Linked DNA regions of Mus musculus: regions 2 and 3 are each linked to region 1. Evidence: chromatin contacts called from public HiChIP or PLAC-seq data. All regions are on one chromosome and are shown on one strand. Each heading gives the region's core, a stretch centred on a gene start, on an enhancer-like site or on the middle of the called end of the contact. The rest is flanking DNA. Distances are from core to core; before and after follow the strand shown. Region 1 overlaps Pde4b (phosphodiesterase 4B, cAMP specific). Region 2 overlaps Slc35d1 (solute carrier family 35 (UDP-glucuronic acid/UDP-N-acetylgalactosamine dual transporter), member D1). Region 3 overlaps Oma1 (OMA1 zinc metallopeptidase).

Region 1 (3,684 bases), core at 172-2,671:
TTGTTACTTCATGCTGAAATGATAGCACAGGCTTCACTTCACGTGCTTTGAGCGTCACATGCCATCAAGGTTAGCCAGGGATTTCAGCACTGTGCGCATGTTCTGAGAGTCAGCAGAGATGTAGGCAAGCCTGAACAAAGCAAAGGAAGCAGCCGAGCTCCTCCGATGTTTCGGACTCAAGCTTGGGCAATCATTCACTGCTATTTGCTCATTCCATTAGTGTTTACTGGGCATCAGTTAGGTTTTACATTCTTAGTTGGAAGCCCAAAACTAGAGGATTTGTCTATGCATTTGAGATACTCATGCTTCGGTTAGGGAAGAAAACAAGATATTTCAAGTACTATTTTTGAGATTTTGAGACACTGATTAAAAGTTTCTGAGATAATAATTGAATAGGACATTATAGGGACATAATCTGAAGATGTCAGATAAGTAGTCTCAAATGATAAAAATGTACATTCCAGATGGAAATGGATAAATCATGTGGTATTTTCTAAATATATACTATATACCAGGCCTTTTATTGAAAATACATGTTTATTTTAATCGTCACTCAAGAATTGAAGAAGCAAAAAAAACATATACAGCCCTGGGAAAAGAGTCAGTGTGGAAAGATAGGAGGCAGGAGGCTGGCATATTTATCTCACACAACCATGAATTGAGCAATGTAGGGGTAAGGCAATAAGGGAGACAAGGACACATGCACTCACGCACACATGCATGCACGCACGCATGCATGCATGCACGCACGAATGCACATACACTCCCACACATGCACACTCACACACACCACCCAAAATCAAAACAAGACAATAACAAAACAATCAATAATGGGGCTTAGAAGAAGCATGCTAGATCAGAAAGAAGGTTGGGTCAGAACGTGCAAACACTGTGGACAACAAACCACGTTGGAAGATGACCATAATGTTTTGGGTACAGGAAAACAAAGTCCTTTATGCCGGGAGAGAAGAAAAGACTAGAAAGAAGTGGTTAAAGGAGCTGGCTGTCCTGGCAATGAGAGAGAAATGGATGAAGACGGTGCAGTTTTGGTTCTCCCAAGCCAGGAACTGCAGAACAAGGGAACAGAGCAGGGAGGACATGGAACCTGGGTCTCCACGTAACTCAAGAAGGGTTACCAAAAGTTTCAAGTGTCTAGCATTTCTATACACCCCAGTGATAAATAAAGGAAGGGAACCATCCATGGACTGGAGGGGCAAGGACTGTAGTAAGAAGTAAGTTTTATAGCCTGCATGGTAGATGAAGGGAGCCAGATCTGAAGAGATGATGAAGGTAGCTTTCTGGCTCTGAGCCTCAGTGGTAGAAAAGTCCAGGTGTGGAGCGAGTCCTTGGCAGACATTCCAGCTGCAGCTCAGGTAAACAGAGCCTGCAGGCATTCCCAGGAAGAGGCAGCTGTGTCCCGAAGGGCTTTTCTCCGACAGGCCTGGAAGCTGCTACGTGATCGGGCTTGAGGCGGGCAGCAGCTGGGGTTTGGGAGGACACAGGCACGTGGATAGCCTCCTGTGGGTACACTGCTGCAGATGAGACAGCCCTGAGAACCAGTTTGTCTTCCTGGCTTCCTCCTCCACCCTTCGCTACAGAGGCTCAGTGCCACAGCCCGAAACAGCTGCAGAAAGATTGATTCAGAGATGAGGGCTACAGCTTTGAGCCGTGCAGAGGCAGCAGAAAAGGCAATCTGTGTGCCTCTTTGAAGGACGCTGTTTGTTTAAGGATCCAAACGTCAAACAACTTCAGTAGCAGACAACAGTGATTTGGCTAGAACAATGTATGCCCCTGAATTAACATCAAGATGGGCTGAACAGAGCAAACTAGAGACTCCTTTTTTTCAAAGTTCAGTATCTTCCTCTATGGTCTCAATTACAGGAGATCCATTTGTGCACAAAACATTTAGGCAATAATATCTGGGTGTCTTTTGGAGTCTACTGTAACCAAAGAGAAAGAAAGGCCGGAACAAAATGCAAAGGGCAAAAAGAAACTGTTTGGAGACAGTCGGCTACAGTGTAAACTTTTCGTTCTCTCTCATAGCAAAACCTGATGGCTGTCTTTGAAAAAAAAAAAAAAAAGTGTCTGTATCTAGGTCCCTGGCAGTGATTTGCCTCTGGGAGGGCCAGCAATCTATTTAATGACTCCATTGACGTCAATGGCATAACTGAAATACTTACTAACATGCATGATTCCAGCTTTCAGGGGGAGGGGGTGGACAGTGTCTCTCAGCAGCGCGAAAACACGATGTGGAGTCTGTGAGGAACGGACTTGGCTCTTTCTGCAAATGCTAAGGGACTAGATGCTGCTGGTCCCCCAGGTCCTGATTAATATGAGGAAAAAAAACTTTTCCTGCTAAATGAAGAAATTAATTCTGAACAAGGGAACGTGGCCACTAATAAGCAAGACCTTATTTTTAGCTGTGTTTGCTCAAGGGAACAGTTTTTACCATTCTCACTTTAGCTGCCTTACTAATGATTTTGCAGTTAGCCATCCTTAAATTTAGACATATATGAAATCATTGCAAATCATTGCAGGCAGTTCAGCGTCCATGTTCTGGGGTAAATGTTTATAGGATGGCTATTTTAGACAAAACAGGCTCTTTCAAACCATTTGGGGCACTATCTTGAGAATTTCCCAGCTTTTCTGGTATAGTTCTATTTTATGACTTCTATTTGTATATAAAGGCTCTTTATATATGGGTGTAACTGAGCCGATTGTCCCAGAATTCCAGGTTACACACATCATACCGAACACTGAAGAAAATGTCTGCTATTTTTATTTTTCCCCTTTTCTTTTTTGTAATTTCCTTCGGGACCTCCTTTGTCCTGAGTGGCCAGGGTCTTTGATAAGATGGTTGATCTTATTTCTGTTTGCCCGTGTGTTGTAATCCTGCCTGACTGTTCTTGCTTAATGCAGAAACGAAGTAAAGGTTCAGCTTGTGCTGGCCTCCCTCTCCAGTCATCTGCCACGGATCAGTTTTCAAGCCTGAGCCATGGTCCTCAGAGAGACCTCTGCCCATATACAGCCGTCCCGCTCACATCCCAGGCCTGGCAGTTCTAGCAAAGCCTTGACTTTTCTGAGCTGTTCAGGGTCAGAGACCATGTACTGAGCCCCTGTTCTATTTCTTGAGCAAAATGTGCATCTGGCACATCTACTTGAATCTCAGAAATAGTCAAAGCTAAGTGAAGATGAGTGAGGAGTCATGTGGAGAAACAGGCTTCCTGAAAGGAGGTCTCTTCTACTCTTCATCAGTTGTATCATCATTCCTTCCAGAGTGGCCCTGAAGTGATGCTAGAAGACATGGCCTCCCTGGAGCTTGGGAAAAACCTTAATTAAGGCTGCTGTTGAGATAGGTCAGCACATTTTGTGCTTTACTGGAAGACTTCTGCTTCCTCATCCTATTTCTCCAAATACATTCTTTCCTTGAAATATATTTTAATTGACTCATGTTGGAAATCACTACAGTTAATGCTACAGACACCCAAGCTGTAGTCTGCGGTAGTCTGGCTTGGAGATCTCCGGGCAGCTCTTCAGATATCTCATCGACATGGTTGGCTGCCATTTTGGATGATCCATGAACTTCTGGGTTACTTTAAAAACAGCTCTATTACAAGTGGTGATAGTCATGATTTGCACCAATGGCTCTTAGTAAATTTTAGATGAAATAGTATGATAGAATAC
Region 2 (3,697 bases), core at 1,121-3,620, 680 kb before region 1:
CAGGATGGGGAAGTTAAAAGTCTCTTCTACATTTCAGTTTGGAAAGGGCCAGATCTGAAAATTGATTCAAGTACACATATCTGCAATTCTATTTTATAATATACTATTTTAATTAACTCTTAGACAATTTCATATATACATAGGATTTATTTTGATTATATTCACCCACTCTTTCCTTCCACACCCTACTCCTAATTTCTTTCTTTACAAATTTATTTAGCTTTATTCGTGTGTGTGTGTGTGTGTGTGTGTGTGTGTGTGTGTGTGTGTGTGTATACCATGTGTGGGAAATACTCATAGTGGCTGGAAGAGAGTGCCAGATTCCCTGAAGGCAATCAAACTCAGGTCTTCTAAAAGACCAACAACTGTTCTTTGTCATTAGACCATATTTCCAGTCCTCCTCTCTAACCAAGCTCATATCCCCTGCCCTTTTTAGAAATAATTGACCCAGTCCAGTTTATCTTGCCCATATACTCATAGGTGTGGGACCATCCGTCAGTGGCCACACCCTTAAAGTATTCTCTCTGTCCCCTAACATTTGAAACTCTTGAGTATCACTCTCAGTCCTTGGAGTGATGTAGCAGGGAGGTGACAACTGCACACAGGGACTTCAGGGAATGAATGAGAGCTGTTTGGAGGGCCTGCTCTGAACCCAGTGCTTTCTTGTGTGTTACAGGCAATGGAGTTTGAGGGCTGGGCTGACACCCTGTTCCTGCTGCAGTTCACCCTCTCCTGTGTGATGGGGTAAGCCTTTAATACATTCTTATCAGATAATTTCCTAGAGAAGTAGGTATCAGAAATTTGTCGTAGAGTTCTCCTTTCTTGTTTCTGAGTGTCTTGTTCAGTTTCCTGAGTGCCTTACCTTCAAGATCCTGGTGGCTTTATATCCCCCTGGGAATATACTAAACTGATGCCAAGCCACACCCAGATGGATGGAGAAATGAAATGGATATTTATCTATCATCCCGCCCTGTGGTAACAGCCACTATATTTCCATTTATGTCATTTAATTTTCCTCAACATTGACATATGTCATTGACCCTCATATACAAGAAAGCAGGCTCTGAGTTTAATTATCCTAGTTTGCTTGCTTACTGGCTGGTAGTGGTGGTATCTCAATTTGGGGCTGCTTGACTTCTGTGTGAAAGGAGAGAAGGTCTTTGTAGTTCCCAGCTGTGTTTTCTTGAGTTGGTCTCTTTGGTTGCAGCTCATGTCTAGACATGCACACAGGAGACAGGGCTTCAGAAGCCTCCATGATCTGGGCACTAGAAATAGTGTCGAATAGCTGTTGAGCAGACCAGCCATCTCCTCTTAAATTCTCATTTTGTTTTCTTCCATTATTAAGAAGCTCTCTTGCCTTCATACTGGTCATGGTCACTTTATCCCAATGGCAAGTGCCCAGATGACAGGGGCCTAGGAGCCCTGAGCATTCTGTCTGCCTTGCATGAGTTAGCAAGAAGGATGTTCTTTAAAGAGCCCTCATCGTTGTGAATGAGCTGTTCATGGTTTTGGTAGCAGAGAGAACCCCTAGTCAGAAAAGAGATGCATGTTTCTCTTGAGTGCGGTTTCAGAAATCTGAAGCTGTTGAGAGGCACGAAAAGCTCTCAGTTGCTCAGAGCCTGCCTGGCCTTCACTGGTTATGTCTCTTAGTGAGGGACTGTGGGACAGCAAGCTCTCACCCATAACAGAGCCTTTCCTTCTCTGTCCTAGGTTCATCTTGATGTATGCTACAGTACTCTGTACTCAATATAACTCTGCTCTTACCACAACGATAGTTGGCTGCATTAAGGTGAGATGAAATAGCAATACTGTTTCTTTTTGGAATTTGCTTTATTTAAAAATTGTTCCTCTAAATTAAAAATCTGGGGCCAGTGAGACAGCTTAGCTGGTAAGCATGCTGCCTGCCCAGTCTGATGGTGTGAGTTCTTGAGAGCTCACAGATTAGAAGGTGAGAATTGACTCTGACCTCGTTTACATACCATGAGATGAGTGCCACCCAAAATAAGTAAGTAAAAACTGTTAAGAAAAAACCCTTAATTAATATTTGGCTATGGAGACAAGCTGGCCCAGCAGGTAAAAAACACTTGCTCTGTAAGCCTGACGGCCTGAGTTTGATTCTTAGAATGCCTGTGAAAGTGGGAGGAATTGTCATGTGCCCCTCCCTATCTATGCACAGCAATATTAATAAAGTAATTACATTTTTAAAAGAGTCTGTCAGTAGCCTAAGTCTCAGCCTTATTCCTACTTGCTGGCGTAGTAGCTTGACATGTGGTGGTAATTTCTAAATCAGTTTGTAAGAACTTAGCAAGGGCATAGCTCTACTTGAAGGTGACTTAGCTCTGGGGAATGTGGGGAAAGTTAGACACATTAGTTACTGTAGAGGAAGAAAGGGGGAGGAGGCTGTTTCTGTGACAGAGTGATAAACACATCTCTTCACTCCAAGCCCTAAGTTTCTTTGGGAGGTGGGGCTTGCCAGGAACCAATCAAGGTGGGTTTCTTGTGTCTGAGTTGCCCTCACATGCCTGTGGATTTATGTCTGAGGCTCCTAAAAGCTGTGCCTGACATCCCCAGGCGTGTTTTCCTCTTGATGCATTTTACTAAGGGCGAATCATTTGTCTCAGACAGAAAAGCCCAGTTAACTTGGTATTGCTAAAGCTAATCAAAACCCGGGACCTCATTGGCCAGACTTAGTCGTTCTAGCTTTTCATTTTTAAGAATACCTCAGATATTCCCATTCCTCAGCAGTTAGCAAAGTGAGCCAGCTTTCTGAAAGAGGCCAGACCGGGAGAGGCAGGTCTGTGATCATTTTGAAAGAACAGGGCATTTGCCACTCTGATGCCCTTGTCAGAGTGAGGGAGGGGAAGGGAATACAGAGGGAAGGTTGGAGCTATGTTCAAATTGTTCTCTGTTCAGTGGCGTAGGACTCATCGAACTGAGGGGAAACTGCACTGGGTTAAAACTCCTGACAATCTGTAGCTCCCCATCATGGAGTCAGAGTTGGACATGAATGGAACAACAAATGTAACAAGTCAATTGCATGAAATCTCTCAGAAAGCGTGTATAGAGACAGTCTGTACTGAAGGGCCTGGAGCAGCCAACCCTAAACTACTTCTCAGCTGGGTTCTGCTTTGTAAATACACATTCCAGAGCAGAGTGGATGATAGCAAGAACACAGGCGGTCAAGACTCAGTACCATATCTTCAGCCCAGGAGAAGAACAGGCAGGAAGAGACCACAATTCATTGAAACTACTCAGTCTGTTTGCTTCGATTTTTGGACCACTTTGCCATGGTCAGCCAAGGGTACCCATGCCCCGTGATCACATGGCCATCTGTGCTTCCCATCACACCTACCTTCTGTCGGTTTCATTTTAAGCTCAAGGGAGGAGTAAATGATTGGTTAGTTCACTGTTGTTTTTGCTACTGTCTGCTGTGTGGTCTTACAAGTAAAGTATGAGAATTTTCCTACCATGGCTGGCCACAGTCTTGGGAGCCACAGCGGACCTTCTGATGAAATAGTGTTGATCACAGCTTTCAGAGATCAGCCGTCATTTTCCTAAGTTGTCTTAAGCTTCCACGTAAGGATCTCAGCCTCACAAAACCTTAGATTGGATTCCGTGTTTCCCTCAGTATGCTAGGAAAGTCCCTTAGAAGAGCTAGTTACAATAGCAATTCTTAGCCCCGCCCTGGGTATACCAA
Region 3 (3,469 bases), core at 177-2,676, 840 kb before region 1:
TATGCAGTAAAAGACATTAATTGATAATGAATCTCTTTTATTTGATTATAAACTCAACAGGGTATGATATCCATAAGGCATACAGTACTATAATAACCATCCTTAAAACCTGTACATTTCCCAACACCAACACACCAGAGAAAGACCAAGCTGAGACTACATCTATCTCACCTATGACCAAAATGGTCACTACCAAGTACAAACTGAAAGGGGCTCTGAACTCTTAGCCATCACCCCTTCAAAAGGAAAAGCCTGAGATTAGCATGGAGTCTTTTTTGAAGGCCAGTAGCATTGTGCATCTGAACCAGATGTTCTAGCATCCTCTCTGTATCCCACACAGACGTGTCAGAGGCAGGTCAATAACCTGACAGTACTACAAAGGACTGTTACAGAATGGCCAAGAGCTGGGAAAATACGCTAAGAATGGTATGATATTTAAAGGGAACAAAACATGTATAAGAACAGGCATCTTTTAGAGGTGATGCTTCCAGCAGCTTGGAAGAAAGAAGGTCCGCATCCCACAGGAATGCACCTCCTCTCGGAGCAGGGAGAAACCCACCATCAGTGAGAGATGCCCATGTCATTTAACTTCTCTTTTGTCGAGTTTCATTTGTAAAACCAAGAATGTAACAGTGCCTGTCCCTCAAGGCTGAAATGAAAAGTACAAGAATTACTACATGTAACCCACTTAGGACAGGACCCACACATAAACATTACTGAGACTAACTGTAAACAGCATGGCCAGCGTCACCTGAGCAGTCCTTCTCCGTGCATGGGCTCAGGTGTCCCCGTCCTGAAGGCATGCCTGCACTGTCCTCAGCATCTCCCGGAAGCAAGCTCCCTTCATCTGCACACACAGCCTCAGCCTGTCCCAGTGTATCTCCTGTCTACAGTCACTCTTCTTCTGTAAGTCACTTGTCCTTTACAAGTTTTTCCAGTCAATAATTTAAAACTGCTCTTCTCTGATCAAACGTGATATAAAAACTTACTTGTAGCTGAGTCATTCTCAGGATTTGTCAATAGAAATTGTTACTTATCAGTAACACCTAGTGTGTGCCAGCACAGAGGAGAAATGGGTTGTTATTTCATGGTTCGGTAACTGCAAGTCCTTGCCTACATCTTCTGTATCGTCTGCCTGCCACTGTGCCGGTTCACCGGTCAGTACCGATGGTAAAGTTCTGGATGAATTTTACACACACTTCTTTTCTGTCTCTTGTAGTCTTATTGAGTCATAAGACTCAGTGCTCAATGCAAATCCAACAACGAATAATCAAGTTAATCCTCATTTTCTGGGGAGAATAGATTCAAAACAAAACTTGGGCACAGCGTGTGTGTTGTGGAAGTTACTATATAACATGTCTCTGGAACAAGACTTTTCTTTGTTTGCTGTTGATTCATTCTTAAATGAGTAATCTAAGAACCTAGGCACTCATCCAAGTACAACAAAAAGGCGTTCGCTGTGATGAAGACTCAGCACTAACCTGGAAGACAAGGGTCAGGAGTCTTGCTACTAACGAAGTATGCTATTAGGTAAATCACATCACCACTTTGGACTCTAGTTTCCCTGCCTGTAAAAGGAGAAGTTGAGTTAAGTTAGCTCCAGTTTTCCTCCCTGGGCCCAACACTTATGGTTCTATAACCTACTGTTTTTGTTTGTTTGTTTGTTTGTTTGTTTTGTTTTTGGTTTTTTGTCACCTTCCTCATCTGTGAATGTGAGTAGAGGAACTCAATTGGATTTTTTTTCCTTTTTTAAAAATATTTTATTAGGTATTTTCCTCATTTTCATTTCCAATGTTATACCAAAAGTCCCCCATGCCCTCCCCCCCACTCCCCTACCCACCCACTCCCACTTTTTGGCCCTGGCGTTCCCCTGTACTTAGGCATATAAAGTTTGTAAGACCAAGGGGCCTCTCTTCCCAATGATAGCCGACTAGGCCATCTTCTGCTACATATGCAGCTAGAAACACGAGCTCTGGGGTACTGGTTAGTTCATATTGTTGTTCTACCTATAGGGTTGCAGATCCCTTTAGCTCCTTGGGTATTTTCTCTAGCTCTTCCATTGGGGGCCCTGTGATCCATCCAATAGCTGACTGTGAGCATACAGGAGTCTTAAACTTTTGGGTTCTTATTTCTGTGATAAAGGGGATTCTGCTATTACCCACTTTACTCACTAGATGGTGCTATGAGCACAGTTATCTCAGGTCACTAGCAGAAAACAGTAATGCTTCCAGAAGGATCCTTAGCAATTCTGGGGCTGGACAATCTCTCCCAGGGAGGGCTCTCAAACCACTCTTGTGTATTTATCATCCTTACCTCCCACCCACTAAACAAATAACACATCCACGCCTCCCCAGTCTCCGTAATAATCAAAAGCAATCACACATAATGCCCTCCAAGGAGCCTGCCCCCAATTTAGAAGCATTAAAAGAAAATTAGCTTTCTCTTTTTAGATTTCAGTACGGATACTCAGAAATGAATATAGATGGTTTGGTTGCTTGTGAAATTAAAAAATACAGTCATTTCTACAAATGACTGCCAAGTGTCAAAATTTCCTCACAATGACAAATGAATATACATATCAAAAAAATCAAACAGTCAAATATCCTTTGCCCAGCTGATTTGAACTGTTTATTCTATGCTCAGTCCACAGTAGACTTACAAGTTAATCACTAATTCTAAATTAAGCATTCTGATCATTTTCATAATGATAACTCACAGCTCTCCCAAATAAAAACGTAAGCATATAAAACTGACATCTTCACAGCAACAGCAGAGCCGAGGCACAAAGTATCTTAAGGAGACAGAGCCTGTTTGAAGAAATGCTTACATGTTACTTATGGAATTTTCTATATTCTGTTTGCTCCTTGGCCTCAGATCTGTGAGCAACAGATCTACCTCACAGAAAGGTCCCCTTAACCACACTCACAAGTTCCATGCAGAATTGTAATGACAACTTAGAGCAGTCAGGCCGACTATGTAAGGTGTGGGTGTCTGTCCCTGGGTCAGCACATTTGCTCTCTCACAGGTGGGTAACAAAGGAAGCTAAGCTACAAATCATAACTATAGACAAATCTTAGCATAATTTGGCACTCTGATGGGAACTGCAGGCCAGGGTTGGGGAGTTAGCTCAACGCTAGAGAGTTTCTTGTCTCACAGCATGAGACACCTGAATCCACACATACACACAAGCATCTGATCAGTAAACATCCAAAAGATGCAGGGTACGGGGTACCCATCGCAAACAGGAATCAAGCCCACGACACCAAAGGGAACACTGCAAGCAGGAGCATCATCATCCTCTTTTCAGACAGGACACAGAGAGGGTAAGTAACCTGCCTGCCTGTGGTCTGTGGTCGCATGTAAGAAATCAGAGTTCCAAGATCTCTGTGACACCCTGCGTCTCCATCTGTGAGCTCAGTCAAGGCTTAGTCTTTAAGACCACTAACAAAGTCTCTGCCTACCTTTTCCG

Evidence for each region. HiChIP or PLAC-seq counts read pairs in DNA pulled down with a chosen protein or histone mark.
Region 2: an H3K27ac HiChIP or PLAC-seq map of the NIH/3T3 cell line shows a contact between it and region 1, with 4 times the contacts expected there. The contact joins two enhancer-like sites. A contact is called at or near these places in 3 of 115 datasets of contacts at active chromatin or transcription factors (the 230-238 cell line, the NIH/3T3 cell line and thymic regulatory T cells).
Region 3: a contact with region 1 is called in a CTCF HiChIP or PLAC-seq map of the NIH/3T3 cell line, with 5 read pairs. The contact joins two enhancer-like sites.

Annotation. Positions count from the first base shown.
Region 1 is chr4:102,509,563-102,513,246 of GRCm38.p6, reverse strand. All of the region lies in intron 5 of Pde4b (phosphodiesterase 4B, cAMP specific), which reads right to left. Gm52668 (a long non-coding RNA gene) reads left to right here. Exons shown (of 3, transcript XR_003955083.1): 3 at 2,920-3,684. Among named protein-coding and RNA genes, the nearest start is that of Gm52668, 4.1 kb to the left of the region's middle. Within about 2 kb of position 1,421, at least 242 of the 459 cell types and tissues checked have an H3K27ac peak or open chromatin away from gene starts, as enhancers often do. A contact at or near this core is called in the NIH/3T3 cell line, where this site is marked.
Region 2 is chr4:103,187,879-103,191,575 of GRCm38.p6, reverse strand. Slc35d1 (solute carrier family 35 (UDP-glucuronic acid/UDP-N-acetylgalactosamine dual transporter), member D1) reads left to right here. Exons shown (of 12, transcript NM_001356276.1): 9 at 677-744; 10 at 1,711-1,789. Among named protein-coding and RNA genes, the nearest start is that of Gm46864, 25 kb to the left of the region's middle. Within about 2 kb of position 2,370, at least 25 of the 459 cell types and tissues checked have an H3K27ac peak or open chromatin away from gene starts, as enhancers often do. A contact at or near this core is called in the NIH/3T3 cell line, where this site is marked.
Region 3 is chr4:103,345,023-103,348,491 of GRCm38.p6, reverse strand. The region is part of intron 7 of Oma1 (OMA1 zinc metallopeptidase); the gene reads right to left. Among named protein-coding and RNA genes, the nearest start is that of Oma1, 33 kb to the right of the region's middle. Within about 2 kb of position 1,426, at least 52 of the 459 cell types and tissues checked have an H3K27ac peak or open chromatin away from gene starts, as enhancers often do. A contact at or near this core is called in the NIH/3T3 cell line, where this site is marked.